Regions from separate parts of the Mus musculus genome. Here regions 1, 2 and 3 are each linked to region 4. The links are chromatin contacts, called in public HiChIP or PLAC-seq and promoter capture Hi-C maps. All regions are on one chromosome and are shown on one strand. The core of a region is the stretch at or near the end of the contact, and the rest is flanking DNA. Distances in the headings are between cores, read along the strand shown. Region 1 holds the start of Spen (spen family transcription repressor). Region 2 overlaps Fblim1 (filamin binding LIM protein 1). Region 3 overlaps Fbxo42 (F-box protein 42). Region 4 has its middle 21 kb from the start of Fam131c.

Region 1 (3,157 bases), core at 336-2,835, 190 kb after region 4:
AGGTTATGAATGGCCTCACTATACCCAGCTCCTTTTCACACGCGGGCACGCGCACACGCGCGCCCCGGAGGCGAAGATTTAATACCCCCGGTCAGAGCAACGGCCAACAGAATCAATGGCCCTCCATCAGAGAGAGAGAAAGGAAGGCGCTCACGCTTCCCAGGCCTCACCAAAGAGGTTCTAGACCGGGCGACACAACCCATTTTCCCAGGTTGACTCTAATGTGAGGACGTTCCTTCTCCTAATTATATTCCCTGCACCGACTGGATAGTGGGAATTCAGAGTACGCCCAACTTGGAACCTTCCAGGGTATTGGATATCAGGAGAAGTGAATTTCCACAGGCGATCGCAGATTTGCTACGTTCTTTCTCAATGTGCGGAAAGTATGAATAAATTCTCATTGTAAGTGGGGTTGCATGCTGAGGCCTCTACCAGTTACCCGGACACGCGTTTCTGGGAGCAAATAAGCGCTAAATGCTACCAACGGGTATGAAAAGCAGCATTTACTTCTTTTCCTTCCACAAGCAAAAAGTATTTAGAGAAACCGAAAAGTCATACCTAATCGCTAAAATTTTGCACTTTTTGGCTACTTCACTAACGAATTCGAGGTGAAGGGTCTATTGTAAAAAAAAAAAAAACAACAAACAAACAAAAACAAAAAAAAAAAACGCTCGGTCACCAGCGCGGCGCGGGAATGCATCCGCAGCGCCAAGCTTGGCGTTCGCGCTCCCTTCCCCGCGAGCTCCGGGACACGGGCAGCCCATTTAGCCGCCGCCGAGCGCCAGGCAGCCCGCTCCGCCCAGCCGCGCAGAGAGCTGAAGCATCCGCCGCTGCACGAATCTCCGGAGAGCGGCCACTGCTCCGGGTGCCTGCCACCTCCCGGTGCCGCACGATGCCAAGCGCGGCTGCGGCGTCCGCACAGCCCGGGCTCTGCGGGCGCTCGGGGCCCCGGCCAGTCGCGCTGGACTGCGAGGCGGCGCGCAAAAAGGCGATCCCGCAGCCCCCCAGCGCTCCCGCTCCTTCGGTGGCCGCACAGCAGCCGCCCGCCCAGAGCGCCGGAGCCAGCCGCGCGTCGCCGCTCTGCCGGTGGCCAGCAACGGGCCGGAGAGGCGCCCGAGGTGCCAGCGCGGCTCCGGGCCTCGTGTCACTCACCGTTTGAAATGCTCGATGATCTTCTCTTCCCGCACGTTCTCCGGTAAGTTTCCCACCCAGAGGTGCCTGGTTTCCCGGACCATGCTGGGCGGTGTGCCGGCGACCGCGGTGGCTGGCTCCCCCTCGCCGGCTTCGTACGCGGCCGTCAGCGCAGGGAGGCGGGCGCCGGGGCGGCGGCGGCGGCGGCTGCGGCGGTGGCGTCGGCAGCGGCGGCGGCTCCTCCGGCTCCCCCCGGTGCAGAGACCATCCCTCTCCCCCAGGTTCTGACTCTCGGGCCTCGCAGCTCCGCTCTGCCGCCACCAAACACCCGAAGCCGACCCTCGCGCTCCGGCGGCGCATGCGCGCGGGCGGCGGCGGGCGGGGGAGCGGGAGGAGGGGCGAGCGAGACCCGGGCGGCCGCGACTACGACGGAGCCGGCGCTGTGGCTGCCGGACGCTTCCCACCGGCGCGCGCGGCCCGCCTCCCGCCGCCTGGCCACCGCCCCCTGGCCGCGGGCGCGCGCGCGTCCTCCCGCCCCGACGCGGAGGGCCTCCCAGCCGGCGCGCAGGCGCGCGGAGCTCGGAAGGGGGAGGAATGCGGAGCCGGGAAGCGGCGCCCGCGCAGTCAGCTTAGTGCGCAGGCGCGCCGGAGGCCGGGAGGCCGGCCGCCGGAGGCGTCGGGGTGGGGGAGGATGGGGCCGCTTCTGCCTGCGGTCAGGCGTTGCTCTGGGGAAACACAAGAGAACCCGGTTAGTTTCCACGCCAAGAGGTTTCTAGAGGCCAAAGTCCCTATGCCTGTCTGCCCTACGGCCCGCCCCTGACCATTTCCGGACGCCTAGATTCCCCGCCTGCTTGGGAAAGTGGTCGGGACCAGGCCACCCTTTTCACCGCCCAGACAAGGGACCAGCGCTGCAGAGAAACCCATCCCTCCCAAGAATCATTGGCTTGTAACATTAAGCAACTTTTTATATAGGAGCTTGCGAAACCTTCTGCAAGATGTCTTTGCTCATGATTACAGTACACACAAGAATTAAAGCTGAAAGGATACAGACATTCCATACTGTTTCCCCTCGGAAGGTTTGGAATAGTTGGTTTTTTAAACAGAGAGTATTAGACCTCCGGCCCTTCCAGACTTTTGAAACTGGCAGTTGACCTTTCATGTAAGGCCGGCTTTCAGAAAGATAAAACCGCAAAAGGCCACTGTGGAGTAACAGAAAAAAAAAATCTTAACTCATTAAAACCGTCAGCAACTCATACTTTAATTTTTCATACACAAAAATAAAATGGTGCTTCGGGTACAGCCTACACTTTTTGTTTCGTTGTGCCCTTAGGGTCTACAAAGTGTGCAGTACACACAAATTAGGGTTCTACCTAAGGACCTCGCCCGCGTCCAACAAGGTGTGTTAATATATCACTAGGCTACATTCCCAGTTCTTGGTAGTGTTTTCTTTGTTTGGCTTAATTTGAAAGGGTCTTCCAGAGCCACTGTTTATATTTTTGAGAAAGGGTCTTATATAGCTCAGGCTAGTCTCACACTTCTAGTTTTGTGCCCACCTCTCAGGACTGAGACTGTAGACCTCGGCTACCATATAACTTCACCAACCGAACAGGCAGTATTTTGAATTGGAAAAAAATCATAAATAATAGCAATAATATTTGGGGTCACATAATTGTTTCTTTTGTTCCATAAAAAGTACTAGGGTTTATTTTTTATTATTTGTTCATTTTAGTCTGCCATATAGCCTAAGTTTATATGTATATAATATATCTTGATATATATATGTGTGTGTGTGTGTCTGTATATATGTATATATATATATATATATATCTTGATATATATGTGTGTGTGTGTCTGTATATATGTATATATATATATACATATATATCTTGAGATATGTGTGTGTGTGTGTGTGTGTGTGTGTGTGTGTGTAGTTGAAGCTGGAGTTAGGGATGGTTATGAGCATCATGTGCTAGCAACCAAACCTAGATCCCCTGCAAGAGGCATAGTGTCCTCAAGCATTGAGACA
Region 2 (3,256 bases), core at 371-2,870, 230 kb after region 4:
GTCCAGCTGCTGCAGCAACACACACATGTGTGTGCGTGCACGCTCACAGACACAGACACACACACAGGCATGTGCACAGGCACACACACGCACACACACACATACGGTTAGTGAGATGGATCAGAGGTGAAGGCAGTTGGCACCAAGTCTTAAGATTGCCAGAATTCATTGGCGGAAGGAGAGAACTGCAGGTTGTACACACACACACACACACACACACACATGTAGGAACAATTGAGCTGTGGCATGCAGTTACTCCTCCACAGAAATAAATAAATGCAAAGAAAAAGGCTTTGTGGGGCTGGAGAGATGGCTCACTGGTTAAGAACACTGACTCTTCTTCCAGAGGACCCAGGTTCGATTCCCAGCACCCACTTGGTAGCTCACAATGTCCTGTAACTCTAGTGCCAGGTGCCCTGGTATCCTCTTCTGGTTTCTCAAAGCACAAGGTGCACAGATATGCTTGCAGGCATACCTATAAAATAAAAACAAATTAAAAATATATAAACAAATGACCTTCAGGTTTTTGTCCATTTATTTATTTGTTTGTTTAGGTGTTGAGAAACATTGGTCTCATGCATTCCAGGCTGACCTCGAGATTTCTACAATGAGAGTGAAGTTCTGGTCCTCCCGCCTCCTCTCCCTAGTGCTAGACCACACTCAGGCACTTCCACTCCTGATTTATGCAGTGCTGGGGAATCGAACTCTGAACTCTGGCTGTCAGGCGTTGTGGCAAGAGCTTTTGCCCACTGAGCCATCTTGCAGGCCCTTCTTGTTTGTTTTTTGAGACAGGGTTTCACAATGCACCCGCGGTTATCCTGGAATCTACTCTGTAGACCAGGTTGGTCCCGAATTCACAGAGGTCTGCCTGCCTCTGCCTCCCCTGAGATTAAAGGTGTAGGCCACCACCGCCCCAGCTTGTCTGTTTTTGAGACATGGTCTCTCTGCGTATTACAGGGTGGCCTTGTACTCTAAGCAATCCTCCGTCCTCTGCGCCCCCGACCCCCCATTTCTGGAATTACAGGTGTGTGCCACACACCCTATACCTCTTTATATCCGTTCCAGACGGGGTCTCAAAGTACCTCAGGCCAACCTGGTACTTACTATGTCCTCAAAGATAACTTTAAACTTTGGCTCCTCCTGCCTCCACTTCCTTCCGGTACTTCTGGCATGCACAGGCCTGCTCAGCCATCACCTGGTCCCCTCTGAAGGTCTTTCTGGTTGAATAGGCAGCAACAGGCTCTACATGCTAGTGAGGTCATACTCCAAGCACCTGGGTGTGGCCTCAGGCGAGAGGGACCCTGGCACAGGGCCATGGGCAAGTTCAGCGCTCCCCAGCAACTCCTGATGGTCCTTTGTTCAGAGTCCAAGTTCCCAGGTCTCATTCTTGAATTTCCGGGCATCCCCTCCAAACAGGTGACAGTTTGGGCCAGCGACTGGCTTAATCTCCGGCCGCAGGTCTCCTTTCGAGAGGCCGCATTCCTGAGACAGGTGGAAAAGTTTCATGACCACGTCACTCTTTTGGGATGTTTTCTCTCTCCGAAATATGAGCATTGAGAACCCTACGCGTTGAGAAGCTGGTGAGAAGCCAGAGAACCTTGGCTCCGGGTATCAACTCGCTGGCTCATGCTGCCCCCTAGCGGCTGAACGCCACATCTGCCTTGACGCAGCCCAGAACCTGCAACTTGCAAACTACTGCCTAGTTTCCCAGGACCCCTAAGCGGGGTAATGCATGTCCCCTCACAGGAGTCCCAATGCACGTCACCACTTTATCAGCTTCCCTTTAATTAATTCATATATGTATATATTTATATAATTTGGTGCTGGGGACAGAAGCCAGTCAAGTACATACATGCTAAGTGTATTCAAATCACTGCGACACCCCCCACCCCCAGTTACCCATATATTTAAAACGAAGCCTCATGAGGCTCTGGGTTCGATTCCTAGAATTCCAGAATATAGGAGTTGGAGACAAGGGATATGAAGTCAAGGCAATCCAGGACGATATAGTTAGTTCAAGGTCAGCCTGGGATACTCAGGACACTATCTCACTGAAACAAAACCCCCAAATAAAAACAACCAACTCCCCCCACCCCAGACAAAAACAAGACACAAGGAAAGAACATATGTTTATTTTTTTCTGTGTGCAACTTAGAAGTTACAAAGCACAAAAATGATTTTTTTTCTACTTTACATTTTATCTCTATTAGATGTGTGTGCACAAACGTGTATCTTGGTATGCAGGTGTAAACCAGAGGACAACTTATAGAATTGGCTCTCTCCTTCACTGTGGGTCCCAGAGACAGGACTCCGGCCATCAGACTTGGAAGCCAGCACCTCTACCAGCTGAATCATCTTGCCTGCCTTAAAGTGAATTTCCTTAAGAGGGAGAATGTTCTAGGTGTGGCTTCACAGAGACAGTGGTTACGGGCAGCCTAGCAGCAAAGCTGAAGTGGAGGCTGGGTGGCACACATGGGAGACCAAAGAGATGTGACTTCTTTCCCTAGCCTCTTTGGTGTGTGTGTGTGTGTGTGTGTGTGCGCGCGTGCGCGCACTTGTAGAGGCCAGAGCCCCAGTAAAGTCTGGAGGAAGGAGGCTCAGCCTCGAACTTGTTCCTTAGCAAATCAAAGGCTCTTAATCCAGGTCTGGGAGCCCCTCACAGGAGCTCACAGGGTGTGGAAGCAAGCAGAGGCACGTGACCATCCTCCCTCCCATCCTGAGCCCAGCTCAGCACGGATTCTACAGGAAGGAAGGCTGGGTCGCCGCTACCTCACGTTCTATGCACTTATGATTTATTATTATTTTCTGAGACAAATCTCTGAATGTGGCCAAAACTGATTGGGAATTCTATGAAGTCTAAGCAGGTCGCAAGCTTCTGGCAATTTCCCCCAGCACTGGGATCACAGATTTGCACCACCAAACCCCAGTAGTTTGTGCATTTTAAGATTGTAGCTGTGGCTGCCTTCAAATGCAGAGATCCATGTGTCTCTGCCTCCCAAGTACTGAGATTAAAGGTGTTTGCCATTAGACATGGCTAAATTGTTTTTTTTTTTTTAATGTATGTGTGTGTGCCTGAGTGTAAGCGTGTACACCACATGCATTAAGGTTCCAAGGAGGCCAGCAGAGGGCGCCAGCTCTCCGGAAACTGGAGTTGCAGGACAGGTAGTTATGAGCCTCCATGAGGGATGCTGGGAAATGAACTCTGGTCCTCCGCAAGAGGAGCAAGAGCTCGCTCTTCATCACCGAGCCATCTTCG
Region 3 (3,438 bases), core at 894-3,393, 170 kb before region 4:
TATGGTTGAGAAAAAATCATAATGTCTCCTCCAGTGCTTGTCCCTTGAGGACAGGTCCCACATAGTAGATATCCTTGGACTTAGCACCTAGTTGTAGTTCATGGCTAGTTCTAGAGTGACTATGCCTTTCCAATGAGAAATCACTCCACACACTTGGAGATTAATAAAGGAACAAGCTCTTTAAAGAATGTTGGGCTGTGGCTAATGCCCCAAGAGGAACCAGCCTCAAATAGAAGATCTTCTAGCTTACATGCATCTTACTTAGGCTTACGAATTTCACATACCCCTTACATCATCCTTACATCTCCTTCTGGTCCCAGCCCCTTTCCCCTAGCCCCATTCACACTTTGAACAATTTAGACAGGGTCAGAAGTTCAAATCTAGCCACTTAGGCAGATGGGACTTCTACTCAGCAAAGATACTGGCAGAATTGTTTTAGTATACCAGTGTTATTCTTTCTCAAATAGTTGTTATTCATCTGACAGAATTATGCTTTTCTCAGGAAGAGAACTGAGGGTGCCAGGACTGTACATGGTCTGTGACCCTGTGGCAGGCCTGGCCAGCACACCATACATCCTTTGAGTGTTTGGGAGGCAGCGCCCTTAGTTAAGTTCTGGTTTGTTTCTTGATGTCTCCAAAGCAGATCTACTAGTGAATCCTTCAAGTCTATTTGAGTATCTCCTCCATCAGTATTAACAGATTTTAATAATTGTCAAGATTTGTAGGCTTAAACAGCAACAAATATGGTTTATCAGGGAAAGGTACCTACCAACAAGCCTAAAAGCCAAAGTTCAATTACTAGGACCCACACAACAGAGAGAACCAACTCCTGAAAATTATCCAACTTCCACATATGTGCCATGATGCACACACACACCTGGAAAAAACAAAACAAAACAAAACTTAAAAAGCCATAGGCATAATAAATATATGTCAAGCACAAGATCTTTCCTATGTTAAAAGCCAGGGACACTCTTGACTCTAGCTGCATATGTATCAAAAGATGGCCTAGTTGGCCATCACTGGAAAGAGAGGCCCATTGGACTTGCAAACTTCCCAGTACAGGGGAATGCCAGGGCCAAAAAGTGGGAGTGGGTGGGTAGGGGAGTGAGGGGGAGGGTATGGGGGACTTTTGGGATAGCATTGGAAATGTAAATGAGGAAAATACCTAATAAAAAAATTAAAAAAAAAAAAAGCCAGGGACAGAAAAGGCAGGTGAAGTTTCACTTGGTGAATGTCTGCAAGCCTAATCATGACAGCCTTGGTAAATGGCGGATACTCTTGTCAGATTACTATAGCCAATTCCCAACATTGTAAGCCTTGAAGTGTTTAGGATTCTCATACAGTCAGGTAGTTCCACACACTGCTGATCTGGCTCCTGCGGGAGCCTGCATGCCCAGGCTGGATTCCCACCCTTGGCTGTCTTGAGTTATGTAATTACAGGCCTTATCAAATATGTTCCAGCTTGTAGCTGGGAGACACATGACAGCATCGCTTCTTCCAGCATGGGATAAACGCCTCAGGGCCTTTCCCTGGTGACAGTAGGGAGTTTAACATCTGAACGTCTGAACGTTAAAAGAGTGTGCAGCTCACCCAGGGACCATTGGGGACTGCTCAGACACTGTAGAAATCCAGATTCCTGAAAATCTTGCACCTAAGATGATTGTAGTTCAGTAGAAAACTATTGTGGTCTGTGGAGAACTGTTGGCTTTGCCTGGATAGTGTTGGCGACTTGAGATAAGTGTCTTTGTTATAGTTGTTCGTGTACAAGTTTGGGAATTTAACAGGTGGGATACACAGGTTCTACAATCTTAGTGCAGTACTCACACTGCTGTGAGCTCTGACTGTGCGACATTCCAGGGGTCTGGATGTTGTGGAAGGAAAACCTACTTGGGTGGAGAACTTGAGAAAACAGCAAGGTTGGGAAGGACTGAGACCTGCTCACTGTCCTCATCTCGTGGGGCGTTCCCGCTGCTGTCACCACACAGTCTCATCCAAGCAGGCAGTAAGCAGAGTGATTGGGGTGCTTGCTAGACTGTTGGGATGTCTATTTTCTTTCTGAATTTTGAGATAGAGTCTTGCTATGTAGCCTCGGCTGGCCTGGAACTCATTCTTTGCACTGTTGTCCTTGAGCTTATTGACTAAGCGTGCTTCCTGTCCAGTAGTGTGATGTGCTCTCGCTCTGTTAGATCTGAGTTCTGAACATTGTGTTCCAGATTGATGCTTTCTTTTCTCTCTAGCTTCACCGGTCACTGAAACTCAGCTCTGTCACTCGTGTTTCAGTACCTTACTGTCGGCCCTGTTTCCTGCTTCAGAAACCTTTGTTTGTTCAGAGAGAAGCAGGAAAGTGCAGCCTGCACTATTTTAGTATAGGATTAAAATACATGTGAAGGACCTCATGGGGCCCAACTGGCTGGGTTTTCAGTCCAAAAAGAGGAGAAGAATGTTTGCTATCTCTTTGAAAAATAAAGGCACTCTGCTCTTTTGATACATGAGGGAAGCTGCTACGAAGAGTCTGTGTAGACGAAGGCGACATAAGCTGGACTTTACAATCCTATAAGGAGATCAGGGACTTGCAGCATCATTTATTTTACATACTGCCGTGTGGTTCCTGGGTCATCGGGCCTGACAGCAAGCACCTTTGCCCACTGAGCTGGCCTGGACTCACTTTTCCAGGTGCCACTGTAATGAAGAGCAGTTTACACTTCAGACGCTCTAGAGGACTGTCAGTCAGGTAGTTCTCTCAGTGGCTCTGTCACTGGAGTTACTTGTCTATCCCGAGTCTGCCACAAGCCAGGTGGGTAAGCCATACCCGTCTCCTCCTAGTGCTCAAGAGGTCACCACAAGCTCAAGGCAAGCTGTGCAGTGAGACCAAGATAACCTGGAGCTGCTGAGTGTCCCTAATGGAAATGGAGGTGTTGCACTGGGAGTTACCCTCTTCCCTCTCAAGCCTTTAACTTAACCGCTGGTTATTTGTAGTTCTTAACAAATGTGAGCAATGGAACTTTAGTAGACTCTTACTTTTTACTCTATTTATTTATATTTTATTTTGGGATAGGAGCTCACGCTGTGAGCTGGAACTTGCTTTGTAGAACATGCTAGACTCTATTTTTAAAATAGACTGCCTGCCTGCCTGCCTGCCTGCCTGCCTGCCTGCCTGCCTGCCTGCCTGCCTGCCTTCCTTCCTTCCTTCCTTCCTTCCTTCCTTCCTTCCTTCCTTCCTTCCTTCCTTCCTTCCTTCCTTCCTTCCTTCCTTCCTTTCTTCCTTCCTTCCTTCCTTTCTTCAGAAAAGATGGATTGATTGATTATATGTAAATACACTGTAGCTATCTTCAGACACTCCAGAGGAGGGCATCAGATTTCCTTATGGGTGGTTGTGAGCCACCGTGTGGTTGCTGGGATTTGAACTCAGGACCTTTGGAAGAGTAGCTAGTACTC
Region 4 (3,178 bases), core at 382-2,881:
CTCGTATACCTTCTTTTGATGTCACTGTAGTTTGGAGATATTTTTTTCCCCTTTGAGCTTTTCTTTTCTTTTTTTTTAAAGATTTATTTATTTATTTATTTATTTATTTATTCATTTATTATATGTAAGTACACTGTAGCTGTCTTCAGATGCACCAGAAGAGGGCATCAGATCTCATTACAGATGGTTGTGAGCCACCATGTGGTTGCTGGGATTTGAACTTCGGACCTTCAGAAGAGCAGTCGGGTGCTCTTACCCACTGAGCCATCTCACCAGACCCCCCTTTGAGCTTTTCAAAACAGGGTTTCTCTCTTAGCAGCTCTGGGTTTCCTGGACTCACTCTGTAGACCAGGCTGGCCTCAAATTCACAGAGATCTGCCTGCCTCTGCCTCCTGGGTGATGGGATTAACAACCTGTCCCACCAAACCCGGCTTGGAGTTAAATTTTCCTGTAGTTGAGAATGATGTTGGTGATCTTGTGTTTCCAGCCCTCCTGCCTCCACCTCCCAAGTGCTGGGAGTATGGGACGGAGCAGTGACACCCTGTTCTCACCTGCCTGTGTTATAGGGCAGTAATTGTAGCCCTGAGGGCCCCCGTTCTCCTTGTGTGTGAATGGTGAATGCCATGCGGGTGTGCAGTAGAGAAGGAACTTCGCGGTTGTGTGTGTGAATTATATCCAGTTGCTTCAGTACAATCTGTTGAAACCTACCCCCCAACACACACACACACACACACACACACACACACACACTCAAACACACACACACACTCAAACACACACAGACACATACACACTAACACACACACATACAAACACACACACAGACACACACTCAAACACACATACACAAACACACACACATTCAAATTCACACAGAGACACACACACACACACAACACACATACACAAATGCACACACAAACACACAGAGACACACACACACATAGACAATTTTCTTAAGGGCTTGCTAACCAGGGCTGGAGAGCTGGCTCGGAGGTTCAAAGCACTTGCTGCTCTTGCAGAGAGAGAACTCAAAGTTCAGGTCCCGGCACCCACGTAGGAGCTCCCAACCATCTGTAACTCCAAGCCCAGGGGACCTGATGCCCTCTTCTGGCCTCTGAGGACACCAGACACACGTGGTACACAGATATCGATGCAGGCAACGCATGAACAGTGTTTTAAAACCGTGAGTCTTGGGCCGACTGGAGAGCTGGCTCGGAGGTTTGGAGCTTGTGTTGTTCTTTCCGAGGACCTGGGTTCAGTTGCCAGCATCTACTTGGTGGTTCATAACCATCCATTAGCTTCAATTCTAGGGGGTCTCATACCTTCTTCTGGCCTCTGGGGGGACAGGGCATGCATGTGGTACACATATATACCTAGAGACAAAATTTTCACTTATGTAAAATAAAATAAGTAAATTAAAAACAAACAAACAAACAAACAAACAAACAAACAAACAAACTGGGATTTAGGTTTTCCTCAGCAGAGATGTGGGGCCCCGAGACAGTTCTGTTACTGGAAAGCCCCATTTGAAACGATTACCTCACACTAGTCTGTCCTTACCTTTGCCCAGCTTACACCTCAGCCCCCACGTGGCCTCTATGTAACCACTTCTGGCTCCTTAGTCTCTAAGCCCTACACGTGACTATGTCAAGGACAAGCCATTCCAACTGAAGGCCCCTGGGGAGCCCTCTGCTCTACAGTCTGCTGTCTCGCTCAGTGCCAGGCACTCACTTGGTGCCACGTGTAAACCAGGCTCCGCACGGGAATTCAGTGGTGAATGACACAGGCTGCCCCTGACCCCACACACATACCAGGAAGATAACAGACCGGAAGCTATAAGCCATCATGGTCAGGGTTGAGAAACCTAGCAACCAGGAGCCTAACAGGGAAAGCTTCCTGGAGGAAGCAAATTAAAGCTGAGGTTGCAAGAATGAGGAACAGGCATCAGGCAAAACAGGGCTGGAGGAGGGAGGAGGTGGTCCAGGCAAAGGGACCAGCATTTGTCAATGAATGGCGGAGAGAAGGTGGCTCGGGTTGGGGAAGGCACAGGAGAGGGTCTGTACTCTGTCAAGCTTTAGGAATCCCACTTTCTTCTTCTAGACCGGAGTGGGTGGAGGACCTGGGCTCCAAGGAAATCTAGCTCCCTTGATCTCTACACTGGGGCCTTCCTTTCTGGAAAGGTCACAGTCTTTGGCTCACACCTGGGTCCCGTAGCTAGACTCCTTCCTTCCCTCTGGCCCAGGGCACAGCGGAGGACACCACATCCCCCTGCAGGATTTAGAGCTGAAAGAACTTATAGAAAGGTTTCTTCCTCCACCTCCCCCGCCAGAGCGTCCTCATCCTGCAACAAAGACGACGAGCCCTGAGGCTCTGCCTGGCTTTCCTGTGGCACCTCCACTCCGTCCTGTTTGCCTTGGACATGGGCCCCGAGCTGGGAACAAGGAGGGACACGGAGGAAGGACATAGCCCTGAACCCTGATCTCTCAGCAAAGATCTCCGCCATACTGCTTCCCCAGTCAGGAGTCTGGTGAGTGAAGACCTATGAGACCCACCTGAACCTTCGTCTGCTCTTCAGTCCAGCCCAGAGTCATCTTGGGCTAACTTCTCAGGGGCATTGTCAAGAAGGGGAGGCCAGACTTCCACCTGTCTACTCCAGGACTCGAGAGGCAGAGCCAGATGGGGAGCCAGCTAGCAATCATTTATCTCACTTAACTGCATCCTGCCCATTGTGCGGATGGAAAAACTAAGGTGCAGATTGTAAGACAAAAGAGGCAGAGGCAAAACAGAGCCAGATCTCCAGACTCTGAACCTTCTGTTCGGTTCTTTCCTCAGCTTCTCAATGCTCGCAGACGTCTGCCATAGGAACCCGGGGGGTGGAGTGGGGGACTGGCAGGAGTGTCACATCTCATGTTTAGTCTTTGGTGGCCAGGGACTGGCAGGTGCTGTAGGAACGGCTCTCTTGTCTCAGATCCTGGAAATGGGCCTCCTGGCAGCCATGGAGATTAAGGTCCCTCCCAGGCCCCGTCATGCTTCACTGGAGGTTGACACTTCCCTGGCTCCCAGCTCCAAAAACATCAACGAAATGGGACCCAACAGAACAGGCCTTGTTTGGTCGTAAGGACCAGGTCCGCGCCTTGCAGGTTCCACTGTTGCTTGGAACTCAGGGAACGCACAC

Evidence for each region. Promoter capture Hi-C pulls out the DNA fragments that hold promoters and counts their contacts. HiChIP or PLAC-seq counts read pairs in DNA pulled down with a chosen protein or histone mark.
Region 1: a contact with region 4 is called in a promoter capture Hi-C map of liver. The contact joins the promoter of Spen here to the enhancer-like site in region 4. A contact is called at or near these places in 4 of 39 promoter capture datasets (cranial neural crest, frontonasal cranial neural crest, liver and 1 more), 1 of 484 Hi-C or Micro-C datasets (liver), 1 of 115 datasets of contacts at active chromatin or transcription factors (pancreatic cancer cells) and 1 of 9 other capture datasets (adipose tissue).
Region 2: a contact with region 4 is called in a FOXA1 HiChIP or PLAC-seq map of pancreatic cancer cells. The contact joins two enhancer-like sites. A contact is called at or near these places in 3 of 39 promoter capture datasets (the C10 cell line, cranial neural crest and liver) and 3 of 115 datasets of contacts at active chromatin or transcription factors (craniofacial prominence, embryonic stem cells and pancreatic cancer cells).
Region 3: a promoter capture Hi-C map of liver shows a contact between it and region 4. The contact joins two enhancer-like sites. A contact is called at or near these places in 11 of 39 promoter capture datasets (the 3T3-L1 cell line, the C10 cell line, the HPC-7 cell line and 7 more), 3 of 484 Hi-C or Micro-C datasets (B cells, ECoMG myeloid progenitors and nephron progenitors) and 3 of 115 datasets of contacts at active chromatin or transcription factors (all in embryonic stem cells).

Annotation. Positions count from the first base shown.
Region 1 is chr4:141,537,012-141,540,168 of GRCm38.p6, forward strand. Spen (spen family transcription repressor) reads right to left here and starts at 1,586. Exons shown (of 16, transcript NM_019763.2): 1 at 1,153-1,586. The coding sequence starts at 1,235. It overlaps Gm4123 (predicted gene 4123), which reads left to right. Exons shown (of 2, transcript NR_166589.1): 2 at 1-406.
Region 2 is chr4:141,573,946-141,577,201 of GRCm38.p6, forward strand. Fblim1 (filamin binding LIM protein 1) reads right to left here. Exons shown (of 9, transcript NM_001163256.1): 9 at 2,117-3,256. Among named protein-coding and RNA genes, the nearest start is that of Fblim1, 24 kb to the right of the region's middle. Within about 2 kb of position 1,621, at least 58 of the 459 cell types and tissues checked have an H3K27ac peak or open chromatin away from gene starts, as enhancers often do. A contact at or near this core is called in pancreatic cancer cells, where this site is marked.
Region 3 is chr4:141,174,493-141,177,930 of GRCm38.p6, forward strand. The region is part of intron 3 of Fbxo42 (F-box protein 42); the gene reads left to right. Among named protein-coding and RNA genes, the nearest start is that of Fbxo42, 28 kb to the left of the region's middle. Within about 2 kb of position 2,144, at least 14 of the 459 cell types and tissues checked have an H3K27ac peak or open chromatin away from gene starts, as enhancers often do. A contact at or near this core is called in liver, where this site is marked.
Region 4 is chr4:141,345,835-141,349,012 of GRCm38.p6, forward strand. No RefSeq gene overlaps it. Among named protein-coding and RNA genes, the nearest start is that of Fam131c, 21 kb to the right of the region's middle. Within about 2 kb of position 1,632, at least 24 of the 459 cell types and tissues checked have an H3K27ac peak or open chromatin away from gene starts, as enhancers often do. A contact at or near this core is called in liver and pancreatic cancer cells, where this site is marked.